Regions from separate parts of the Anas platyrhynchos genome. Here region 2 is linked to region 1. A link is a contact called in public Hi-C data. All regions are on one chromosome and are shown on one strand. Each heading gives the region's core, a stretch centred on a gene start, on an enhancer-like site or on the middle of the called end of the contact. The rest is flanking DNA. Distances are from core to core; before and after follow the strand shown.

What was found. A called contact is a pair of places that touch in the nucleus more often than the background predicts.
Region 2: a contact with region 1 is called in a Hi-C map of subcutaneous adipose tissue, with 4 times the contacts expected there. The contact joins two enhancer-like sites. A contact is called at or near these places in 6 of 8 Hi-C or Micro-C datasets (F1 follicle, F5 follicle, skeletal muscle and 2 more).

Annotation. Positions count from the first base shown.
Region 1 is chr4:21,188,276-21,194,066 of IASCAAS_PekinDuck_T2T, reverse strand. It overlaps PDGFRL (platelet derived growth factor receptor like), which reads right to left. Exons shown (of 6, transcript XM_027456180.3): 2 at 4,230-4,524. Among named protein-coding and RNA genes, the nearest start is that of PDGFRL, 8.2 kb to the right of the region's middle. Within about 2 kb of position 2,641, at least 7 of the 8 cell types and tissues checked have an H3K27ac peak or open chromatin away from gene starts, as enhancers often do. A contact at or near this core is called in subcutaneous adipose tissue, where this site is marked.
Region 2 is chr4:21,246,562-21,252,466 of IASCAAS_PekinDuck_T2T, reverse strand. All of the region lies in intron 7 of MTUS1 (microtubule associated scaffold protein 1), which reads left to right. Among named protein-coding and RNA genes, the nearest start is that of PDGFRL, 67 kb to the right of the region's middle. Within about 2 kb of position 1,421, at least 1 of the 8 cell types and tissues checked has an H3K27ac peak or open chromatin away from gene starts, as enhancers often do. A contact at or near this core is called in subcutaneous adipose tissue, where this site is marked.

The sequences.
Region 1 (5,791 bases), core at 1,392-3,891:
ATCCCTCTCAGTTTTTGATCCTTCTCACACACTGTAGGGCCGGTTTCTGGGTGAGCCTGCAGTCATTAACTGGTTACATACCGTTTTATGAAGCAGCATTCCAGCCCTGCCATTCCAGGGGTGCCCGCGCTATCTTTGACTGTTAACGCCAGGAGTTTGGCTACATTACTCCACCAGCACTCACGATTTCCAGACGAAGAGTTATCTGGAGGGTGTATTTATGCTGCATAGGGTAAGAGAGCACTGCAGATAATAAGCTAGTCCTGAAGCGAGCTGATGGGTGCCCCTAACTTAACAGCAAAGTCTACACAATTTTAGCTCTCTTCCCTGACCTGTATTGTCTGCTATGGTCTCTAAAGCAAAGTCTGTCATTCCAGTGTGTGCTGGTATTTCCTCCAGTTACGGCAGTGGAAAGAGAGGATTCATCCTCCAGCTGAAGATAAGAGACTGCCAGAGTTGTCCTCCTTTCACTCAGCATCTTCCCCTCACAAGCCCCATGTGATAATTTTAGCATATGTTAACAGCTACAGACCTATAAAACACATACTCTCTGGTACTGCCAAGCAAAAATACTTCATCTACAAAGCCATAAAGTATACCTCTAAAAACAAAGAAACCACAGCCATCAGTATTACAAAACTGGCTTTTGTAAATATAACCTCTTCCTTCTTAGAAAACTCATATTGTCCTCCAGGCTGCTGTCTTCTCCTTTCCATATGGGTGAGATAAAAACATGATAAGCACGGCACGGAGGCAAAACATCTGGCTTTTATCACTACCTCTTTTTGTAACCACCCCTAGGAAATGCAAACATTTCAGTAGCTGCAAACCAAAACACACTCTCTGCCCCAGATCTCCTTCTTCGCTACAGGAAGCAGACCTTGGTCAGCACCTTCAACACCAGCTTCTGCCCCAGAGCTCTGCTGCTACCAAACCCTCCAATTAGTTGACCCATCACAACCCTGAACTTTAAAAGTCTCTCTTGCCCCACGCAGTTGCAATTCTGCTAGATGCTACGGATCCTCCAAGCTTCCTCCCAGTAACAGCTGGAGTTTGAGGATGTCAGTAGCTCCCAGGAGATGCAAGATGCTTCTTGGCTTTATGATTTTCCTAAAATTCATGAGTACTCCCACCAGATCAATTGAATTTTATGTACCTTCTGCTACTTAAAGACAAGCAAGAACTGGATGCCTGAGCATCCGTTGCTTTAGGGATGTGCCATCGAGCAAAGAGAAGGCAGTCGTCAGTCCCCAGCAATTGCACAGACCTTGTCACCACTGCCTCTCCTGTCCTCCAGTCCCAGCAACCTGCTCCTTCTCCTCCCGTTCCTTTTCACTTTCCAGTACCTCCACAGACCCCAACCACTTTGCCCCTGCTGCTGCCACCTCCAGTTGTCCCAGTGCTTTTGCAAGGACAGCGTGGAAGTCCAAGGTACAGTTTATTGGCCTGTGCTCCTCTCCACGCCTCACTAACTGGCAATGGATATCTCACCTCTTACACTGCATCTTTAAGCACAAAAACATATATTGAACACAAATCTATTTACAGGATTACACCATTCTTGCTGTAAGTTACTTGTTAATCATTTTTCCTCATTTTCTCCCCTCTGCCCTACATTTAGCAATTTGTTTTAAAATAATCTGTGTAAAATATTTGTAAAATTAAGAGAATTGCTTTTTATAGTTGATGCTACTGCACGGACTTTTGCATGCCAAGAAGATCTAAGCTCCTCTTGAAAGCTAACTAGATGAGGTCTTCAAGATACTTTCAGTTACATTCAGTCAAAGCTCTCTAAAATGAAGGAATACAAATTTTGCTTTTCATAAAGGGCACATTCTACAAAGACTGTTTTGCGTGCATCTGTTAGCACTACAGCAGAGATCTTGAGATAATTAACAAAGACATGATAAAAACGTGATGCACAAGATTTGGTTGCCAATGTCTCCATACATTATTACCATTCTGTGACTCTGAAATGTGCTATTAATATGTGTCTTCAATTTCTCTAGTTAGTTCTAGGGTCTTCTGCTTACAATTAAAAGTTAATTCAGTCTAAATCAGTCTTACTGCTTCAGAAATCTACTTCTCAACATTTTTTCTAAAGCAAGGATCATCATATTTCAATATAGACCCTTAGATAGAACCCTAATGTAGTCCTAAAATAAAATACTTAGGCAAGATATAGCCATCTAAAATGTTTTACAGCATTTATTGTGGGTGACATTATTAACTTTTGTTTTACTGTTACGAAATTACAAATTCTGTGGACGTGAATGAGAACACAGACGTAAACTGCTGAGGCAACAGAATTCCAAACTACTTCAAACTGCGAAATGGCAGATTACAGAACTAGGAAACGCATATCTTTTTTTTTCCCAAACCACCTAAATTCTTGTATTTTACCCCTTTTGCATCACTAAACCAGTACAAGAGAAGCACAGACAGTCAAACAAATAACGAAGCAGCATTCAGATCCCTCTCTGAAAACTGAGAATACTTGCCTTGCCTTCTTCAGTGCCAGATGTTAATACTCAGATAACATGTACACGTTATCTACAGGGCCATGCACACAGTCCAAACCACAAAAGCAGCCTATTTGCAGATGCGCAAAGGGTGAGCTACACTTAGAAGTAAGACCCACCACCACACACCCTCTCCCTTTTGGTATGATTTTGCATTCTTCTTTGGCGTGCTAGTAGGCCAGGCCCATACTGCGGCTGACACATGCCACCTAGTGGCATAACTCTGAATAAAATACCATTTATTGCAAAATTAAACACAGTAATTATTCAAACCAGCTACAAGATCTTTGAGAGATACTGCTGAGATAAGCCCTCAGCATAAATAGGCTTGTTGCTGTAACTTCTTACACCAGAAGTCTTATACAAGCTATAAAGAAGTTTATGCAGCCAGTTTATTCTTGAACTCCTAAGCTGCAATGGGACAAGTAAATATACACTCAAGAAAAGAATCAGCTCATGAATTTCGTAAGGGTACGATACAGACCACAGGGTACAGTTGTCAATTTTTAACCCTATTCTTTGAAAAGAGAAGTAGAAAGAAAAGTATATCTGAAAAAGTAACTGACTGTGATTTTAAGGCGGCTTCATGCCTGTAAGGAAGGGAAATGGATCACAGGGATTCAGACAACCTTGGTTATTTAAGATCCCACAAACTTTTACTTAATTTAGGAAAAAAAGGACAGTAGTGCTTGATACCTTTGCTCATACTTCTGTGCTCCTCTTACCTAATAATGCAAGAAATACTCCTTCTGGCTATTGTTTAGGGACTTGTTCATAGTGCTCCTCAGTCTCCTGACCACTTGTCTTTCATAGACACTTAAATAAATCTCCATAAAACAGATAGTGAAAACAAACAGGCTCTTCTTTTGGCAAAAAAGTGTTAGTGGAAGACACCCTTGAACTCCTTTTTACGCCCTTTCTCTTTTAAATACAGAATGAAATTAATACATTCAATCTACACTTCCCTATCATGTGCTATGCTCGAGAACTGGGAAGGCCAACAAAAGTACGGGTCTTAGTGCTGTTTAGAACAACAGTACACTCACCTGCTGGGGCAAAGAGAGGGAGAAAGTCCTTAGCTCCTCTTCCTGCTCTCGCAACTATTTATGTGGTTTCCATTAAGCTGTCACTAGATGAAAGAAAAAGCCTTCCTAAACCCAAGGCGACTATCCTCAGCGTTAAACTCCATCTCACCACCTTGCAATTCCCTCTGTATGCAAGGGTAACTTTGACAGAAGAGGTAAAGTCTACACTCACTCACTCCTTAGAGCACTGGTTGATGTATTTTTATTTATTTTCAATTGAGAGATGTGGGTTTGAGCCTCTTCAGGAAATTAATGTGTGTGTCTCAGGTGATACCTATGCTAGCAGCCAGCACAGCCCAAGAGCAGCAGGTCTCTGTGGAACACCAGAGCTGGTAGTGAGTACCTGACATCCCCTCTCACCTATTTTGATATTTTTACTTCAGATCAGCTCTAGTGTGGTTCTTTGGTAGTGGCTGAAGCACACTGGTGTCCCCCTGGACCACAACTTCTGTTTTAGATTGATCTGAAGGAAATCCAGTTCACGTGCTATGAGACTGTTGCACAGTGCACATCACAGGGGCAGGAACTGGGCGTGACTGGAAGATGCTTCTCCTTTGTTACAGGCATACGCAGCCATTGGGTAGCACATCTTTTTCCCCCCAAAAAATTAAAAATAGCTTACCTGAGTCTGGAGTCTTTGAAGGTGTCTAGGTATGAAGGATAGCTCCAAGTAATGTTGCTCCCCTTGCAGCGCAGTTCTATGCTTTGTCCCGCGGACAGGCTCAAAGTGGCAGCTAGTTTCTGGAAGCGACCTTTATCCATCACCTGCATCAGTATGGACTGCGACTTGGAAGAGGAGTCAGCAGATTCTCTCTCCTTCATTTTGGGGCCTTTGGGTTTTACTTTTTTATTGACAGGCCTGATTTTGTTTTCCCCTGGTTCTTTTGGATGTTTATTTTTTGCAGACTGTCCAATAACTGGTAAAATAAGGAAAAGAAGACAACATTATTGATTAGAAACAGGTTATACAGTCTTCTTGCAAAACAATTCTCCGTTATTATCACAGAGAATATTTTGATCTTCCTATAAAAGATTCACAAATATGATTAAGAGTTAATTTCCATAAGTTTTTGAAGTCTCTGACATGACTCATTTTCCTGGAAAGAAAAAAAAAAAAAAAGAGAAAGCTTTCAATAACATGTGGAAAATCTATACTTACAGGTCACATAAACAGACAAATATGTAAGGCATGTGAACTTCTCAGATGGTACAGGAAAGAAAGACAGCATTTTTCCCTCCTGTTACTTTTGTCATTGCTACCTCCTATCACTGCCATTTAGTATGCAATGCTACACAAGTCCCCCATCTTTATACATATTTATCTCTTTATACACATTTATCAGTTCTGCACAGCTTTTTCACAGACCGGGTTACTGTAAGAGAAACGTGAAGAAAAACTGGGAAGTCACCTGAAGGCAGCATTTAATTCATCACTTCTCTATTATGGCCACTTATCGTGGAAACTGAAGTCTCATTTAGAGGCAAATGGTAGGAGATTTCATTACCTGCTAGAGGCAATAGGGATGCTCAGCAGCCTTTAAAAACTAAGCAAATGAAATGGAAAAGAGAGGTATCTCAAACTGACTATCACAAAGTTACCCTTTTTAGGAAAACAAACAACTAACCCCCAGACTCAAATGCATATGGGATCAAGCTCACTGTGCTGACTTCTTGGGTGGAAAGGTGTAAAATGCTTTTGAGCTTCAAAATTCCTCTGCAAACTCCTCAAGATCTTTTTGATGACCCTTTCTTTGACTTGCCTCAGTGCCTCACCCCTATGCAAGGCATGCCAAAACAGCACAACAGCAACACTCCACCTCTGCTCGACATTGCCTAGCCATGCCAGGCATTCCCCACATGCAGTCACACAGCAAAGAGCAAGGTAAGTCACCAGCATTTCCATAGTTTAGCACCCCTGTAGGTTGATAGCAGCCTTTGAAATAAATTAATTAATTAATAACGAAGATATTCACACTTTAACTGACAGTGGAAAGCATGGATCTTTTGTGAGATGAGCTTAAAACTGCACAACATCCACAAAGCGTGCCTGACAGCTAACTTGCACTGAGTGCAGGTTTTCCATGTACAAGTGCTCTGGTACCTTACTGTACAAACCAACCAACGAGCTCACCACGAAGAAGAAGAACTGGGAAATCTGATCTGAAACAAGAACACACCATTTGC
Region 2 (5,905 bases), core at 172-2,671, 60 kb before region 1:
CTCAAATAACCTGGCTTGTATCTGGCTGAGATCATTCTTCGCAGCTGCTATTTATGAACCTTCCATTGGTGTTGTCTTAACTGATGTCCAGTAGTTGTGGCAAGGAAGCTAATAAACCTGTGTTCAGTTCTTGGTTAATTTGCTTTTGCTACTTCTTTGCATGGTGATATGCTACTTACATTTATAGGAAGTAAAGTTTTTTTCTCAAGATGCTTGTATGAACATTTTGTATGCGATGTTATGGAAATACTTCTGCTTAGGCAGGAAACAGGACAGCTGGGGACATCTGTGGGGGAATTCTTTAACTGAAAGCTCATCATTTTCTTAAAGAGAGCTTGAAATCCTTCAGTAGAAAAGTCTGGAAAGTATTACAAATAATATTTATTAATGAGTTGACAGTTTCTAAGATATTTCAGTAGCCTTCATTTTTGTCTGCTTGTGAATGTTGCTAATATCAGAAACACTTAAATTATTAAAAATGGAATGTTTATACTTATTGCAAAAATAGATTGTGCTGTATTTTTTTCAAATATTAACTAGTAAAACAGGAATATAAGAAATGCTTCCAGTTGGAGAATAAGGACTGAACTTAAAATGCCAGTTTCAAATTATTCTGCTCCAAATAAAACAGCAGGCTTGAAGACTTTGCTTTTTTTTAGCTGTAAACACGCGCTACTTGTGTAACCAGTATAAAATCAAGGCTTACTTCTTTCTGCAAATAGTACTGCACAAAACACCTCCTGTTCTACCAACTTGTCAAACTAAGTTTTGTCACTTTTGGAGGGGAAAAAAAAAGTCCTTTGTGCTGGGAAGGACATCTTGGCTATGAGGTAGGTCAAGGAAGTTGAGATGCCTATGGAAAGTGCAGTGAATGTTCTTGCTGCATTTGTTAGCAGCATAAGTAGGGATGTTTGTAGTCAGGGATCTTACATAGGGGTTTTAGTCTTCGCAGTGTGTTGCAGGTATTCCCTGGAGAACGCTACTGTTATCGGCGGTATCTGCTCCTCAAGAAAGTTCCTGTTGTGTTTCCCCTGTCCCCACCCAGCTATGCAAAATGGAAGTCTGCTGCCTTCGCAGTGGTTTGTTAGCTCAAGGAGAAGAGACCTATGGGAACACCAGTTGTGGAGAAAGATGCATGACTATTTCCAACCCCACTCTATAGGAATTACTATATGGGCCCGCAGCAGGCAGGACAAACACCTCATGATGAGAGCAGTGGTGCCTGTCAGGCAGCCTTTGCCACAGTGGTCTTCAGTTGTGCGGCCTGGTTAGGAGCCATGGGGACAAGAAGCCCCTTGACTCCCAGGCCTGTGCAGCCAGGAGTGAGAGGGACGCGTGCCTCTGGAAGGGTGGGGACTGATGTCTTGTGGCTTACAAAAGCTCTGGGCGCTGCCCTGTTCTGGTTTGTTTCCCCTTGGCAGGACTTTGCATGAGCTCTACTGGCTTGCCTTCGGGCCCGATTCAGCGGGCCGAGACAATGGTGTGCAATGTTCTAGGCATGTCCCCGGGGAGCAATGTTTGCTGCTTAATAACAGGAAAACTGTTTATCATAACAGGAAATACAGAAATAGTTCCCTAACTGTGACATGGTGACTGCTTCTAATTGTATGATAAGTGTATTTTTTGTGTGTCTTTGGAGAAGAGGACTCTGAGCAGCATGTTAGAGCTGGGCTGTGGAGCCTGGCATGCTGTATTGTGCCTTGCGCTTTCACTGAGGCACAGAAGATTGAATTCACATGGATGATTTTATCTGGAGTGGTTCTTCTGAGATGCTGCTTCATTCTGTTGACCAGCAGATTGAGTTTTATCAATGGGGTAGCTTTAAAGTCCTTTTTCAAGGTTAATTTTACCCATGTTTAGCTATGCCGGTATTCATTAAGGCATGCTATGCTGCTGCTACCGCCTCCTAAAAGACAGTCTTCTAAAGTTGTGAGCTTCTGTCTGATTTTGATGGCTTCTTAAATTTTCCTTCTTTCTGCAGAGCTGTCACTTCATGTTAATCATGTTGATAAGTGTAACGATATAGATACTGACCAAGTATAACATACCTTCCCTTACATGGTCTTTTAGACTTACCAGGGCAGTCCTCTGCAATATGATAAATGTATGTCTCTATTCTGTTGTTAATCTGTACTATCATTTTCATCTACTTTTTGCCCAGTAACTACTCATGTGGGTTTTCTTGAGTTATGGGAAAAGCCTAATTTAGCACTGAACCTGAGCTCATCAAATGAAGTCAATGAAGCTGGGGAGGAGCAGTGTGCTGGGCTGCCGGTTCTGGGCTGTGATTAAAACCAACCCAGATACTGCTTGAAACAAGGTCATTAGGTGATGCTGTAGGGAACAATGTTAAAAATGCTAGCATAGCATTTTCTATCTGGCTCCTAAGAGCTCGAAGATTGATTCTTGAAGGGATTTGTGAAGTCAAACAGCTACTGTAACCTTTATTTTTCTCAATTCATTTTTAGCCTAAGAGCTTGATCATGCTTATATCAGCACTGATTATTTATTTATGGGCAGAACTCATGTTCTAGCTTGATCTCTGAGTTGTTTTATACTTTTTTTTTTTTCTTTTATACTGAAACATTAGTGACTTCTCTAAAACATGAATCTGCACATTCCAGAGTAATAATCTGGGTGCTAGCTATTTATTTTACAATTTGAAGCTGTGAACTGTGCTCATCTATTTTATAAGAAATATATTTAAATTGAACTCTGTGATCATCTTTTGGTAGGTAAAATATGACTACAAACAGCGCAGCAGTCACTGTAGTGCTTTCTGTGTGCTCAGAACTGCTATCACTTAGCTTTTTAAAGAACAACATCAGTGAATTTGAGTGTAATCTTGGATGTGTTTGTCTTTAAATGAATGTAGAGTTTCACAAACACAGGAAGCTATTGCTGGATATATTCAGAAGCAATCTTGGCACAAAGACAAGAATACAAAATATAACTAACACTCTGGGGGCTCTTTAAATCCCCATTGCCTGCCCTACTTTTTCTTCCATAATATCCTTTAGGCAGCGTTTCAGTGCTGTGCTCAAATCCAGTGGCATTTGTTACAGTCATCTAACATCAGTTCATACTAGTGTGATTGAATAAATAGCTTCTGAGTTCACTCAACAACAAAATTCCTCTCTCTCCATCCTAGATAACTGCAGATACTATATAAGAAATGATGTTGCATATTAATGTGTCGGTCCTGTGGTGAAAATGTATTTTACAGGTCTCTTCTATACAGTCCTTTTCAAGGAAACATTATCTTTCCCTGCAAGTTACTGAGCCTAATGGGGACTCTGAAAGACTTCAAGCAGTTCAGAAAAACTAGTGCGAAGTAGCAAATTCTTGGATCAAACATTAAGCTGAGCTGATAAATGTTCTGGTGGTTAACTAATCATATGCTGGTATGAAGGAAGAATTGCAACTTTAGTTGTGCCTGCCACTGATTCAAGTTTGGTGATTCATTTTAGGTTCCAAATTCATTACAGGGTTTTTTGTTTTGTTTGCATTTATGGCAACAAAGTAGAGCTCTAGAGTAAGTAAGCAGAAAGTGCCTTTCATACTTAAGGACTTAATTCTAAAAGCTGTGAGACCTGAGTTTGGGATTTCATTGAAGTTCTTCCTACAATTGGTTGAAATGACCCTAGGTTTTAAAAGCTAAGTTTGACAGATCTAGAATAAATTTGATGTCAAAAATTGAGCCTGTTAGTTTATTACTTACAAATCCAAGTAAGAGAGTGTCTCTCCCAGTTACTTGATATGTTTATCCTGAGCATGCTTACAATGCTTGATAGCCCTTTGGGATGGAATCATTTTAAAAATTATTTGAAAAAAAAAAAAAAGCTGTCTAAATGTCTGGCTTCTCAGCACATAGCAGACTACTGTATGTATGTGAGAACAGAAGAAAAAACTTCCCCTGCTAGCTTGTTAGTGTCTGCATGAAAAAACGTGATGTGAAGGCAATTATAGGCAGGGATCTAATCTATGTGAGGTCAGATCAGGTTTGAACTAGAAGAGAAGGTACCATGACAAGCATGCAGGGGACTGTGCTATGGTGAGACTTGAGACAGTCGAAGTATGGCAAAGTGCTTTTTATGTCTTGGTAGCGATTACTTTGCTTCTGCAAGGAATGATGTAAATGGTTTCTGAAGTTTTTTTTTCCAGTCCTATATTTGTGATGCTGAGCATCGCAGTCAACAAAGAGCTGGACTCAAGCATTAGGGAAGGAATGAGTTCAGGCATTGAAACTCAGATAGCTCCTTCCTTTCTGGCTGCGTTTCAGCCCTTTCACTCCCTGGCGTGTGTGAGAACTTGGAGCCACAAAAAGGGTGGACTTGTCATTTTTCCCTCTGGTACTGTGTGAGGGTTTCCTACACACACCTACTTGCATGTACATATGTATAGCAGGGCTTCTTTCCGTGACCCCACCCTCTGGAAGTCTTTTCCCAGATGTGAAGTTATCTTAATGTCTGCAAACAGGCCAGCTGGCAGTCCTGAACGTATTCAGGAAGGATGCAGAGTTGGGGAAAAGGGATTGGGATTTCTACTGGGGAGGCAGTTAGTGGGGTCTGGGAAAGATTTGCAGATGGTGCGAACTAACCATGGCAGGACTCCTTGTTCCAGTTGACTCTGGGGCCTGACTTTGCAGACCCAAACTGAAGCAGGAATGTCAAAAATACGTACCTATGGCGAAACAGTAGAGGGCACCAGACAACAAGGACCAACGTCTTGTACAAGTAGAAATGGAGAGTGAAGGTTGTGGCGAAGAAACGGGAGCAGAGTGTGAAGAACACCAGTCTTCCCTTTGCTTGGCTCTCTGGGCGTTTCAAGGATGACAAAGCACAGCTGCAGCTATAGGAAGGTATGCAGAAAAAAGAGGACTCCTTCAAATGTCTTTTTGCTTACCTAGAGCAACACCTGAAAAAGAAACTTAATAAAATGTAAACTCCATACATAAACATAATTGCTAGCTCCTAAATGTAGTGCTTTCTTTTCTTTGCTTCAGAAACTGGAGAATCCAATGATTTATGGTTGCCTGTGGGGGGTGTATGAAGAACTGGTTTTAGCAAAATACACATGCCTAAACCAAGGATAACGGAAAGAGATCTGACAAGCTTTAACTTGGTCCTCATTGACCAAGACTGCAGCACACCGTAACACATCTTCATGCAATTGCTTTCCATCATGTTGTCATCTTTGTGCTTAAAAATGGATGACTCCCTGCATTTTTAATGTGCATCAGGGCTTGATTTATCAGTGTACATACAGCCACTCTATCTCAGGTCATAATACATATGCTCTAGGCGTTAGGCATTGTTTTGATTTTTATTTCCCTCCCCACCCCACCCACTATATGCCTAACTAGCTTGTGCTGGATTTTGTCCTAATTCAGAACAAGCTAAAATATCAAGCGTCAATATTGCTCTCGGTTATTTAAAATAAATAAATAATTAACCACAAGAAGCCTGATCTACTGATAGCCTAGCGGATGTGTGTTAGAGTTGTCTTCTATAAGCTGCATATCATTTCAAATTTATTTAATTTGCAATCATCTCTGAATGTACAGTCAACTTATTGATATCTTTATTTTTGTAGTTGATGTACAGTTTGTATTCATGCTTGATACAACTAGCTAGATGAAAATCTTTCAGTTCTAGATGTTGCAGTTCCAGTAAGCTTGGTGACTAAATATATTACACATGCAATGTTAAGACACAATATAAAAAATGATTCTTCTCAAAAGTCAAGTAAGATAGATCTGTGCTTAATAAGGTAAAAACTGTTAAAGGCACAACACTGGTAGTCTTAGAGTTTTTTTCTATTTATTTATTTTTTTATTTCCTTCCATCTTCACTGACTTTGTCAAAGCACCATTGGTAGGGCTGACAAAATGCATGGCCATTTG